Regions from separate parts of the Mus musculus genome. Here all the other regions are linked to region 3. The links are chromatin contacts, called in public Hi-C and promoter capture Hi-C maps. All regions are on one chromosome and are shown on one strand. Each heading gives the region's core, a stretch centred on a gene start, on an enhancer-like site or on the middle of the called end of the contact. The rest is flanking DNA. Distances are from core to core; before and after follow the strand shown.

Evidence for each region. Promoter capture Hi-C pulls out the DNA fragments that hold promoters and counts their contacts. Hi-C and Micro-C count contacts between places; a contact is called where the count stands out from the background.
Region 1: a promoter capture Hi-C map of liver shows a contact between it and region 3, with 2.7 times the contacts expected there. The contact joins the enhancer-like site here to the promoter of Aga in region 3. A contact is called at or near these places in 4 of 39 promoter capture datasets (the C10 cell line, liver and pre-B cells), 1 of 484 Hi-C or Micro-C datasets (ventricular fibroblasts) and 1 of 115 datasets of contacts at active chromatin or transcription factors (bone marrow-derived macrophages).
Region 2: a Hi-C map of muscle stem cells shows a contact between it and region 3, with 2.5 times the contacts expected there. The contact joins the promoter of Vegfc here to the promoter of Aga in region 3. A contact is called at or near these places in 5 of 39 promoter capture datasets (the 3T3-L1 cell line, liver, maxillary cranial neural crest and 1 more) and 2 of 484 Hi-C or Micro-C datasets (muscle stem cells and uterus).

Annotation. Positions count from the first base shown.
Region 1 is chr8:54,160,995-54,164,991 of GRCm38.p6, forward strand. The region is part of intron 3 of Vegfc (vascular endothelial growth factor C); the gene reads left to right. Among named protein-coding and RNA genes, the nearest start is that of Gm33153, 79 kb to the left of the region's middle. Within about 2 kb of position 2,712, at least 45 of the 459 cell types and tissues checked have an H3K27ac peak or open chromatin away from gene starts, as enhancers often do.
Region 2 is chr8:54,075,517-54,079,951 of GRCm38.p6, forward strand. Vegfc (vascular endothelial growth factor C) reads left to right here and starts at 2,016. Exons shown (of 7, transcript NM_009506.2): 1 at 2,016-2,409. The coding sequence starts at 2,263. It overlaps Gm33153, which reads right to left. Exons shown (of 1, transcript XM_006509526.4): 1 at 554-4,435. The coding sequence starts at 2,257. The coding sequence ends at 1,418.
Region 3 is chr8:53,508,816-53,513,302 of GRCm38.p6, forward strand. It overlaps Aga (aspartylglucosaminidase), which reads left to right and starts at 2,887. Exons shown (of 9, transcript NM_001005847.2): 1 at 2,887-3,116. The coding sequence starts at 2,990.

The DNA.
Region 1 (3,997 bases), core at 1,462-3,961, 650 kb after region 3:
CCCAACTCCCCTACCCACCCACTCCCACTTTTTGGCCCTGGTGTTCCCCTGTACTGAGGCATATAAAGTTTGCATGACCAATGGGCCTCTCTTTCCACTGATGGCCGACTAGGCCATCTTTTGATACCTATGCAGCTAGAGACAAGAGCTCCGGGGTACTGGTTAGTTCATATTGTTGTTCCACCTATAGGGTTGCAGATCCCTTTAGCTCCTTGGGTACTTTCTCTAGCTCCTCTATTGGGGGCCCTGTGATCCATCCAATAGCTGACTGTGAGCATCCACTTCTGTGTTTGCTAGGCCTCAGCATAGTCTCACAAGAGATAGCTATATCTGGGTCCTTTCAGCCAAATCTTGCTAGTGTATGCAATGGTGTCAGCATTTGGAGGCTGATTATGGGATGGATCCCTGGATATGGCAGTCTCTAGATGGTCCATCTGGTGTCTCTTAATGCTCTAACCAGTGGAAACCCTGGGGCTTCAAGAAACCTCAGGGGGCAGCTAACACTTGTGTGAAGATCCCTTTTCCAGCTGCACACTCATGTCTTCTCATCTACTGTGTTTGTTTTTCATAGTGATCCATTCCATCTCTCTCCTGATTGCCATAATCCCTGCTTTAAAATTGTGACTCCTAGGAAGTCAGTTGCTTTCTCCTAGGAAGGCAGTTGGTTGGTATGCCTACTCCTGCCTGAGAAGCAAGCTTCTCCTTCCTCTCCTGTTGTTTGTCTCTTATTAAGTTACCCTGTCATCAGTTTGGCCAAGCCAAGTTTTCTTTTAACTAAAAGTTCAATCAATGATCCCACTAGCTAACTTCCAAGTATCTCTGCAACCGAAATCATGTCTTCACCCTGATGTAGCCATATTTATCTTTCACCAGGAATCTAATAGGTGCTGTCCCATATCCATATCCATACTTAGCTTCTTCCAATATACTTGGAACATTTTGTAGTGACCTGAACTCTTTTAAGTAGCATTGTGTTCTTTAGGTTGGGCCAGCATTTATCCAGCATGCTGATAAACTTGTGTTTGCTGAATGGGATATTGAAAAAAAAATCATGAGGTCTGATTTGTACAGAGACACTAAGTTGAATATTGTTCCATTCCTTAAGACACAACTTCCCTGGGCTTTCTACAGTCTCTTCCTCTCAGCTCCCATTTGTCATTGTTTTCACCTGTAAAAGCTGCTTCTCACTGCTACTCAGATTCCATAACTCTTGGCTTAAGTAGCTGTTCACCTGCAGTGGTGAATGCAGTTTCCATTTACCTAGTGACGTTCTGCTCAACCGCAGGCTTGGTTACTCATAGAAGCCATTTCCACATTCCCATGACATTGTTTTCATTTTTATCTATTGATTTTTATTCTCTGGGCTCTAAATTCTGTGAATGTAAACATTGTTTGTTTATTAACCTAGAGAATACTTAGTGCTATACTTGGCCTGTGCTCAACACTTGGCACCAAGTAGAGAGAGTGGTTCAATGAAGGGAAATGACTTCAAGGTCAGAGGTTGAGTTTGAGTATGAAGGTTTTGTGATGGTGAAAGCACTAAAAGATGCAGATGCTAGAATGAAGTTGGACACAGAAATCTAGTGAAGTGGCCGTGTCTTCCACTTCTAATTTGGGAGAAAGAATAACTTTAATAGTTGTACTATCAAATGAAGCTTATAATTCTTATGAATACTAACTGTATTTATTAGAAGAGAAAATCAAATGCCAAGGTAAAACCACCATTCGTTATTCGTTTCAGTCACTACTTCCTTTCATTTTGTAAAACCATGTCCTCCTCCCTCCAAAAGGATGTTCTTGTGTTTGTTTGTTTGTTTGGACTAATAAACTTAACTTAACTTTAGTTAAATGAGTGGAACTTAGTGTTGTTTTAAAGTAAGTAATGACATATAGATTCTCTCCAATAGAATTTAGTATGTGGCCAAGGGAATTAGTATTTGGGTTCAGAGGTTAAGAGTACCAATTTTTTACAGGACCAGAATTCAATTCCCAGCACTGATTTCTGATGGGTCACAAACGTCTGTAACTCCAGCTTCAGGGGAAAGAACTGCTCTAGTCTCCACAGGCCCCTGCACTCAGTGTACACACAAAATCCCCCTCCCTTGCATACATACACATAATTAAAACTAAAATTTTAAAATAAAATTAATACTCATAGAGTTATTAAAAGTAGTGGATGTGTTCCAAATGAGAACCCTACAGGTTTACAAAAGTGCTTTCATGGAGTTTTTGTAGCTAAAGCATGAAACACCCCAGGGCAGGAAGGAAGTGTTCAGTTCTATTTCTCCTTTTACTAATACAGTTTGTTAAATCTTCCACTGAATAACTTTCTCCTATATTTATAAAAAAAGATACTTTTTCAATGTACACATGGGAATGTGTGAAGATGTCTTTCCAATAAATTTCTTACTGTTAAATGTCTTTAAGGTAAAAGTGTGTGTGTGTGTGGGGGGGGACCCAAGCTTTTGTTTTGTTAAAGTTTCAGACACGTATTTTAGCAGCCAACCTCACCAGTCTGAGTATATAAACCTTAACAACACCAGCATCTCTAGTGTTATGCTCCAATTGTTGATTTTTAAAATGGAAACTTCATAGAAATGTGGGTTTTTTTTTATGGGTCTTTGTGAAGGGCAGGTTATCAGAATGCACAAGGAAGCCAGTTTCTAGTTGCAAAGTGAAACCACATGGTCTGTGCATTCCAAACTGACGTAACCAATAGCAACTGCTTCAGCAGGCTCCCCCTGGAACGGCTAGAAGCATATTGACGGAATGCCATCGTAGACTCACGTGAACATGCCCTGAGTGTACTTTCCTATGTGAAGCTGTACAGTTAAGAGATCACAGCAAAAGCTAAAGTGAATCTTGCAGAAAATAAGTTATTTGTTGATGAAAGTAGAGCCAGAAGAAAGGTATCTGCTATGAAAATGTGCATGTGGAGTCTGAAGTGCCATGAATGTTCCCATTTCCCCCAAAATGGCATCATAAAGATCATAATAATGAATGCATGGTTACTAGGACCAAAGGTATAACTGTGACGCCTGAAGTTTGCTCTCAAGAAGTTGAGCAGTTTTTTTTTTAAATAGTCATTAGGCACTAGGCAAGAGAAACCAGTCTAGCTTCATGAACTAATTTTAAGCATTATTTAAAATTCTGTATTTCCTACTCAAAAAGATACAGCAATTTGTTTCTTTAAGTTTATAGAAATTATATAAACATATGTATTGCCAACATTATTTCTTTATATTTGAATACAATGTATCATATTTTTTTTTACAACAGAATACATTTGAACCTCAGTATAATATGGATCTTTATAGTACAAGTAGGCGGTATTATTTGCACTGTAGTTAGAAATATTTCTTCCAGAATGCTGCAGGGGCATGGAAGATTAATTTATTCCACTCGTATGTATTCATGTATTTTTAAATGGAATGTGATTTGTGTTGTGTCCTTAACAAATTAATATTTGGCAAGTACAGTTGCTAGAAAACAGGTTTCATCTTGATGTGGAGAAAGAGCTCTTGACCAGGAAAGTTAGCAGAAAGTTATGCAATAATAATATTTTCTTCAGGAAAATATTATTTTAACCAATAAATCTGTGAAAAAAAGCATTGCTTTTGGTCAAATAAAGATATTGATGGTGTTAAGAATTTTATCAAGGACTCTGAGAGCTCCTGACTTGAGGTTTTAACCTATTTGTAATGTGGTGTGAGTTTCATGCATCACAGTATGTTAAAATGTGTTCAGAGCTGAGTGTCAAGACTCTTCTATCTGCTTTTCATTTTAAATCTACTCTTGAGTTCTAAAGGCTTTGAACAGCTGTGGGTGTGTGGCCAGGACACTAAGTTTAACTGCAGACATGAACTTTGAACTTTCACCTCTTCTCATTTTTAGGAATTATTGCTTTTATACCTTCCAGTCACAACTTTTTCTTTTTTTCTTTTTTAATGTTGAATGTGCTCAAAGTTAGGATAATTAGAAGAAAAGAGAAAAGAGA
Region 2 (4,435 bases), core at 766-3,265, 570 kb after region 3:
AGGGAACATACAGAAAATGTCAAGTTCCCAAATTGCCTTAGCAACTTGTGAGGGGCCGTCTGTGGCAAGGTAAGACTTCCTCATGATAAACCATGAGACACAAGTTAGAGCCCAGAAGACAACTCCTGCCACAAATGCAGAGTAGTGCAGACATAACTAAATATTAGTACACACGCAGATTTCTTGAGAAATCTGGTCAACTTTAAGAGTTCTTTGCATCAACAGCATGACTTGGCTGCCAGAAAATAAACTTGGTCCAATGCTATGTCAACAAATGCTTGCTTTCTAGACAAGGAAGACCCCTCCTTTTCTGCATGCTTCGTTGGGGTATTTTAAGTATGGAGCCATGTTCTGAACGGCGTACTTTATGAAGATAAACTTAGCATGATGGATGAGGATAATTGGAACTGTCGGGTTAAACTAAAAAGGAATCTTTCACTGGTAGGAAAAGTAGCCCTGGGAGAACGTGACAGATATTTCCAAATATCTGAGGGGCTAACATGTGGAATTTACATTAGACGAAGTACGCAAAATACCAAAGTCAAAAGCAATGGGTAGTTGGAAGATTCAATGATGTCAGTCTTCAATAAAGGGAAGCACAGTCAGGGCAAGGGGCATTCACTGTTTGTAGAGGTATTTAAGCACTCACGGAAATGTTGGGCAAGGAGACCTCCAGATCATATTATTTGAATTACAAGGAAACGTCTTTCCTCCAACGACAATTTTGTGGCTTTTTAACATTAGTGCACTTAGTATAGTTTTTGAATAGGCAAGACCTTTCATGTCTCTATGCTGTTGATGCAGCTTAAGTGGAACTTCTGCCATCTGCCCACCTGCCCAGGAAAGCAGATGCCATCACCAGGAAGACAGCAGAGTTCCTAGGTGCTTTTCCAGAGAATAAATGCATCACTGCTGTTTGCTCTTTCAGCATATAAATTGTCCCATTTCATTCTCTTTCTCTTGCAAATGGAAGGTGTGTCTTGCAGATACAGTTTGGGTGTGTCTCTATCAATGTTCTTTAAGATTCTGGACCATCTGTCCTTCAGATGGAACTTTAGGTCTTCCGGAAGATCACTAAGATCTTAGCATGAATGACTTGCCCTGTATTCTGAGATGTCCCTCTTTGCATTCTTGCTTCAAGTAAACCAGAAAACAGTGGAGGTGGTGGTGCTGGGAAGGGCACTATGGCCCCATAGGTCTCTGCTATAATGTTGATCTTTTTCTCTGAAGTGTTTTAGAAGTCTCAGGCTGGTCCCAAACTTCTCAGGATAAAGAATGTCTGGAGAAGGATTTTACCACAAGGGGTTGCCAGGGCCAAAGCGTGCGTCTCCTACCCACTGTACCTGCTCCCCCCTCCCCATCTTTCTAGCAGCTGAGCTCAGTCATGTGGCCCCTAAAACTGGTCCTGCAGAGAGAGTCAAGCCCCCAGACCTGACTTGAGCCCCTGCCTCCCCACCCCGACACCCCAGCAGAGCCCAGAGAGAAGGGCAGAGAAAGGGAAAGCGAGGAGAGTGGATGGAGGTGGGGCTGGAGGAAAGCGTGGGGCTGGAGGGAGCAAGCTTCCTAGGGAAAGAGAGGGGAGGGCTGACTGGGCTCGGCACGCTCCCTCCCTCTTGCCGCTTTCTCTCACATAAGCGCAGGCAGAGGGCGCATCAGTCATGCCCTGCCCCTGCGCCCGCTGCCGCCGCCGCCACCGCCACCGCTCGGCCCCGCGCGCGCAGGAGGCTCGAGCGCCCGGGAGCTCGCGGGCCTCGCCGCCGCCGGGCGCCCCGCCGCCCTCCTCCCGCCCCCCGGCTCCGCCGCCACCACCGCCTTCTCCCGCGGCTCCCGCGGCCCGGCTCCTTTCACTTCGGGCGAGGGGAGGGAGGAGGGGGGACGAGGGACCCGAGGGCTCTTCGGGACGAGTGGAACATCGCGGGGTGACTGGGCTTAACCACCCCACCCCCTCTTCTTTGCAAAACACCAAAAACAAAACCGCGATCGGCGGAGCCGGCGCCCTCGCTTCACCTCGCGGGCCGCCACCGAGGGCAGTTCGGATGTCCGGTTTCCTGTGAGGCTCGTACCTGACACCCGGGAGCCTCTCCCCCGTGAGGGCTGCCAGAGCCGAGGGCAAAAGTTGCGAGCCGCCGAGTCCCGGGAGACGCTCGCCCAGGGGGGTCCCCGGGAGGAAACCACGGGACAGGGACCAGGAGAGGACCTCAGCCTCACGCCCCAGCCTGCGCCAGCCAACGGACCGGCCTCCCTGCTCCCGGTCCATCCACCATGCACTTGCTGTGCTTCTTGTCTCTGGCGTGTTCCCTGCTCGCCGCTGCGCTGATCCCCAGTCCGCGCGAGGCGCCCGCCACCGTCGCCGCCTTCGAGTCGGGACTGGGCTTCTCGGAAGCGGAGCCCGACGGGGGCGAGGTCAAGGTAGGTGCAAGGGACCCCGTCGGGTCGGGCTGAGGATCCGAGGCTCCCAAGTCCTGGACTGTGTGTGGGCTTGGCTTTACTGGGTGTACAGAGAACCTGCCGTGGAGTGTGTGTGCATAATTATTTATTTAACCTTTGGATCCAAAGTTAGAGATTGGTGCACGCTTGCTTGGAGCAAAGTTTCTCTTCTTTTTTTCTCTCCCCCAGTGGAAAGCTGTTACTAGAAAGGAAAGCAACTTAGAGGAGGGAAGGGCCCAAGAGGTGTTCAGTCACACAGATTCCTTCTCCTTCATAGTGGTCTCCTGCCAACAGAGGAGTTTGCACCCTGCCCCAGTGGCATGGCTCCAGAGAGAATTTCATTGCTGTAGGAAATGCTCTTTTCTTTTCCTGGCTGGTTTTGGACTCCAAAGAGCTTCTGGGGTGTGTGACCAGACAACGGAGTTTTATGCTCCTGGAGTTTGCATAGCAGGGGCCCCAGGCTCTGTGAGCTAGTTTGGAAAAAGTGTGAGTAAATTTAGAAACTGGGCTTAAAGGTTTTGGATTTCAGAATTAACTTGAACTTGGTCAAATCCAAGATGTAACAGAAATTGGAATCTTCTAAACTTTATCAATTCTTTTCCTAAACAGTGGCTATAAGATTAAAAAAAAATCAAAGTATCAATTAGTTTGTTTTATTTTGTTTTAAAGAGAAATAGCATCTTTCCTGAACACGTTAAGGGACTTTTGAAGACATTCCGATTGTCTGACTCAGTTATCTTATCTTGTGTACTTCTCACTTGAACCTTCTAAAGAATATGTTTATAACATCTTCAAGTTTATACTTGGCGTAATAGTTGGGATCTTGAACTCCTGCAAAAGTTTTGTGTTTAAGGCACTGCGAAGCCCCCTGGCTGGAAGCAGACTGAAGTGGTTTATAGTAGCTGACTGCAAGTGGGGGGAAAAAAATAGAAGGGGGTGTGTTACTCTCAACTTTCAGTTGACTTTATTGGTGAACATACACAGAATGTGCAGAGGTCAAACCACCTTCCCTGGAAAGGTTTGTCTGAGAAAAACTTTAATACGGACAAGACTAGGTTATAAGATATCAAGTTACCATTGTGTCTACATTTGGTAAAAATACAAATACCAGATTTTTCAGTCCATTATGAGAACTGCAATGTTCAGCACACGCTTATCACTATACGTACAATGACGAGAATATCCTCGTCTCTAAGTGCCACAGAAATAAAGCTCGGGACAGAATCATACTTCCTGTAATTCGAGCCTTTGAAGTTTGCCAGACCTATTCACTTTCTGCCTCTGCAAATTCAAACTGATATACTTGTGACTTAGTCAGACAACATCACCATCGCCTATGATAGCTAGGCTTTGATTTACAGTACGAAAGCGTGACGCCTTGAGTTAAATGAGAAGCCTTTTCAGATAAGCCAATAGTTTATTCAAGGAGTCTGTCACGTCTGGGTCAATCCCAAATGACTGTATCAGAGCATGGATGTTTGTATGAGCTCAGTTGTGTGTTCCAAGAGGTCACCTTCAAAGGATCTTCTCATTGGTAGTCATTAAACATCTTATTTTCTCTGAAAATTTTGTTTGCAAAAGTTTCTTTTCTTATTTAATCATTTTTTAAAATATTGTATGTTGAATAAGAACTGATATTTGGTATGTAATATGACTTTTTTTAACTTATCAGAGGAAACATTATTTTGTATGTTTGAATTTCATGAGCAGTATACTTCTGCTTACTGAGCCTTTCCCTAGTGGGCAAGCAGAACTTTTGACAGCTTGTTTTACTGATGCCTTCAGGGAAACTGTATCCTTGCTGTGGAACTTGCACCCAGTGACCCAAACACTGCTGTGAAGACTCCATGTCTCTCCCTAGTGGCCTTTCAAGGCACCTCAATTAGCAAATATTGGAGAACTGGAGGGAAACCAGTTAGTTTCCCAGGAACAACTTAAATCCTAAGAAAGTATTTCACAAAATTCACACAGGATGTCAATTATACATAGAATTAGCTCTCACAAAATT
Region 3 (4,487 bases), core at 1,637-4,136:
ATCAGCATGCTTCTCTTCTGAATCCAGAAATCTTGCAGCTCTGGTGTTCACCAGCTTCATAAACATTAATAATAACTTTCAGAGAACTCAAAGTGAACAGAAACTATTTCCAAATCAAAATTTAGTGCAAACTCTGTCACTTTAAAAAGCATTCTAGGTATCCAGCCAGCTCACGGCAATGTCTGCATTCTATACCGACTGTTCTCTCCAGACACTTATCAATAGATATTTGGTAAATGCTAATTATTATATGAATGTTCTTCTAACTCTTACCTCATTCATTAAAACAAGAAAGAGTATTATCTCTATTTAATAGATGAGAAACGTCTGTCTCTGTAAGATTAAATAATCTAGCTAGAGCTGTGATGTGTTATCCAAAGTTTTAACATTTTGGCCTTGATGCCTGAGATATTGTTATAAGAATGTTTTCCCTAGTAACACAGACATTTTGAAAAATAGAACTAAGTGGTGCGTTTTAAGCTTGAATAAAAATTATCATATAGCTTTTATATCTTTTAAAATCAATAGCAATGTATAGCTGTTACATACAATTAATTATTGAAATAAGAAATGAGGTAGATACTAAGAAAACGGCAGGCCATGTTTTACAAGTTTACCATGTATTGTTAACAGATGTCCATTTTAATTTAGAAGTACATCAAAATCAAGCAAAAGGCTGCAGTTACATTAAGAAGCAATGAAAGATCAGTATTCACCAAGTAGCTAAAAAGAATTAATAGTCATACAGAAGCAATCCAACTATCCAAAGTTATCTAACGTCCATAGGATGTAGGTTGTAGCTGTAGCAATTTTTCTAAGCATATACAAAATGAGTTTACTGAGTACCATAGTGGCTGAGTACCACAACAGCCACCAAAGATGGTGTATATTTTGAGACTGCACATTATTTTCAGTACAAATGCCCATAGAAAGTAGGCACATTGAGACTTTCAAATATTCCTATTACAATATATTTTATCTATTTTATCTTTCTTACGTTTTCTCTCTCTCTCTCTCTCTTTCTCTCTGTGCATGTGTGTGTGTTTGTGGTATGAGTGTGTGTGAGAGAGGGAGGGACAGAAACAGACAGACAGACAAAGACACACCCAGAGACACAAGCACAAAGAAAGATAGAGAATACTGGCTAAGTTACATTCCCTAATGGATACAATTACAAGGTTTTAGGATTTAGAAAATCTTGCCATTTAAATCACATTTCCTTCAAGCTAAGAGATTTGTAAGGCCTACTGTTTATACTTGGAGATGAGACAGGGATGCTAATATTATACAGTCCGAGACAGAAGCACCCAGTCTTCTTGAAGTAAACACTGATCATGTGTTGTTTCTAACATCCTTGTTTGAGCTGTCCTTAGGAATATACATAATCTCTGCAGACTAAAAGCTTTATCAGTTTTGTTGAAGTTTCATGATTCTCAGGCAGGAAAGGAAAATTAGATCCCAAGAGGGAGGGTCCCCATCCCCCCAATTTTCTTCCCTTAAATTTGCCTGCCTTGCTATCCTACCTCTGTGTGAGTCTAGGTTCTTTCAGCTGGAGAAATTATATTGCCCAAAACGAGCTTCAGGAACCATGACTAGTTTACCATGTATTATATTTTATAATTCTTGAAGGCATGTCTCGGTTCTTTGAACTTATAAATAACAACTCAGGTGCTATGGAAAATTAATTCCGAAGACAATAAGTGTTTTCCTTGCTTTCTTATTCCGTTTCATCCATCTTTCTCATCTCACCTAGCAAGAGCTTTATGCTCATTAGCACAGCACAAATAGTTTGGTCCTCCTCCAAAACCCCATAGAAGGATCATGTGTCGTTTCTTTTTAATTACACCTAACTTTTTAATAGCACTTGCCTGCCTGGGGATGATTCTAGGATATCTTATGCTGTTTAAATTGCAGATTCAGTTTCCGTGCAATGAGAACCTTGAAGACTCTCTAAGCCTCACAACTCTCACCTAGTTCATATTTTACCAGTCTGGATAGATTTATAGATGCTCTTTAAAATTATGCCTTCCTTGAGCTACATGGACAAGCATCCCAGAGTCCCAGTGGGATTACTGGTCCATGCTCACACATCTGCACAGCAACTGAATTATCAAAATGAGCAGCCGGTACCATGCATGTAAAGCTCCCATTTCTCCTTTTATTCAAACATTTATTTAGTACTTAATGGTGCCAGGCACAAAGATAAAATAAAATACCTTCAGAAAAGACTGGAATTAGACTTCTTGGCTGGAGGCAAGGAATCTGCACTTCAGTGGGCAATGTACAGGGTACGTTTCTGTTTGCCCAGCATGTCCTTTCCCTGCAGCTCAGGGATTTGTAACTAAAGGACGTCCTACAAAAACCTGTGGTGAAGAAAGGATGTAAAAGTCTGTGTCGAAAATGCCTCAAACAGCTAGGTCCTAAGCAAGAGCACTTCTCCTATACTCTATAGTCATTTTAAAAATTTAATGAAAGTCCAGGGTAGATTATAGATCGGGCTGGCTGTCTACCTTGAATTTGCAGTTAAGATGGCAAATGCATAAAACTCATATAATATCTTATCAGTTATCTGAGTTTTCAAGCATCGTGCGACTAGGGTAACATATTTTCATATTCATTTTCAATAAGGTCAATCTCCCTTTAAAAAATGGGCTAAGCACTAAAAGTACTAGTATTATATGTATGTATCTTTTCACAAAGAACTAAAAAGAGGTCGACAGACCAGACCACTAAAGAAACAGTATCAGATTTGTAAAAAGAAAAAAGAAAAAAAGGAAAAAAAGAAAAAAAGAAAGAAAAAAAAAAAAAAACCTTCACTGGGCCAATAGAAGGCCTCGTTGTCTCGCGAGAGTTGAGGAAGTTGGGGATGAGACTAAAGGGAATCACGAGTCTGCCTGAGTCTGAGCTGGTGGAGACCTTTCTCGCGCTGGCCGGCTGGGCGCGCGGCCGGCGGGGACTTTTTTCACGCTGCTCGGCGGGTCACTCAGCTATGGAGCGGAAGTCGAATCTGTCTCTGCTTCTCCTACTGCTGGTCCTGGGCATGCCCCTGGTGCGGGGCTCCAGCCCTCTGCCCCTGGTCGTCAACACTTGGCCTTTTAAGAATGCCACTGAAGCAGGTGGGGAGCGGCAGCCCGGGGCGGGTGGCTGCACTGTGTGAGCTCCTCTGCAGGAAGCTGCACTCAGTCCCTAAGGTTGCAGGAGGGAACCCGCTGCAGAAGGCCGAGCCTCCTCTCCTTCCTGCATCTCTGACTTTACACCAGACCCTCTCCATCTTCCCTGCCCCTGCTGCATTTTAGGATCTGGTGTATTGTTCTGCTTCCTGCACCACCTTGTCTGACCTCTAACATTGGGCCTCTTAGCTATACTTGTACAGGGTCACCTGCCTCACTTTTTGTGGCAGTCTTTTGCCACAAAGTTTTTCCTCCACTCTACACTTCTTGTGATAGCCTCCTTCCTGTTTCTCCATTATCTTCTGGATTCCAGTTTAGGAAACAATTGATAATTTCCTACGGATGCATATGTATTTGATCAATGTTTGTGACGCTGCCCTTATCACTTATACATTCAAATTATCTTCAGTGTTTCTTGGGATTGTACCTTATTGCCCCCAACCTTGACACCCTTGAGACTGCTATCACATTAAATGTTCGTGGACACTGTTGGATCCAGAATCCAGTGCAGAAAAAATCTGTATGTTATCGGGGATGTGTGGGAAGCAGAGTTAGTGAGAAATCAGACCAAGAAAGAGACCTCCTAACAATAACCAAACAAAGAAATTCCACCTTTATATGCATGGTATGATTCTGTGAAAGTTACTAGTATTGAAGTTGGGGAGGGGAGACTTCTTAAAACCAACATCCATGGAATTATAAGTAAAACGTCTTTCCTTTCAATACCTACCCACTCGATACTCAAAGAACACCACAAAACACAAACAAGAAACGTGGACACCTTAGAGAAATGCCTTTTTGAAACTGGGCAACTTCTGAAATATACTGTGTGGCCTTGAATGAATTACTTCATCCATGTCTGTGCTTTTCTTCTGAAAATGAGAATTATAATTATAAAATATTATCTCAGAAGCTGCATGAAGGTGAGATTAATTCACCCACATGAAGTCATTTGCCACTGTAATACTCTGCTGAGGCTTGCTGGGATACTTGTTCTCATTGAGAGTGTGAAATATGCATATTTTAGTAATCTAATGAGTGACATATGCCTGTAATTTCAGCTCTCAGGTAGCTGTGGTAGGAAGACCCAGACTTGTAGACATGCCTAGACTTGTACATGGATTTTCATTTGGGCTTAGGGCTAGATGGCAAGACCCTAGCTCACAAGATGAGAAAAACAGAAATGAAGAAATGTTAAGCTGTAATTCAAAATACTTTAAAGTTCAACTGTCTCCAAATAGTTTCAGTTATCTCTCTTAAAGATGGCATATTTTTTACACAGAGAAAAATAGTTACTGATAAGTTTTTTAAATAGTT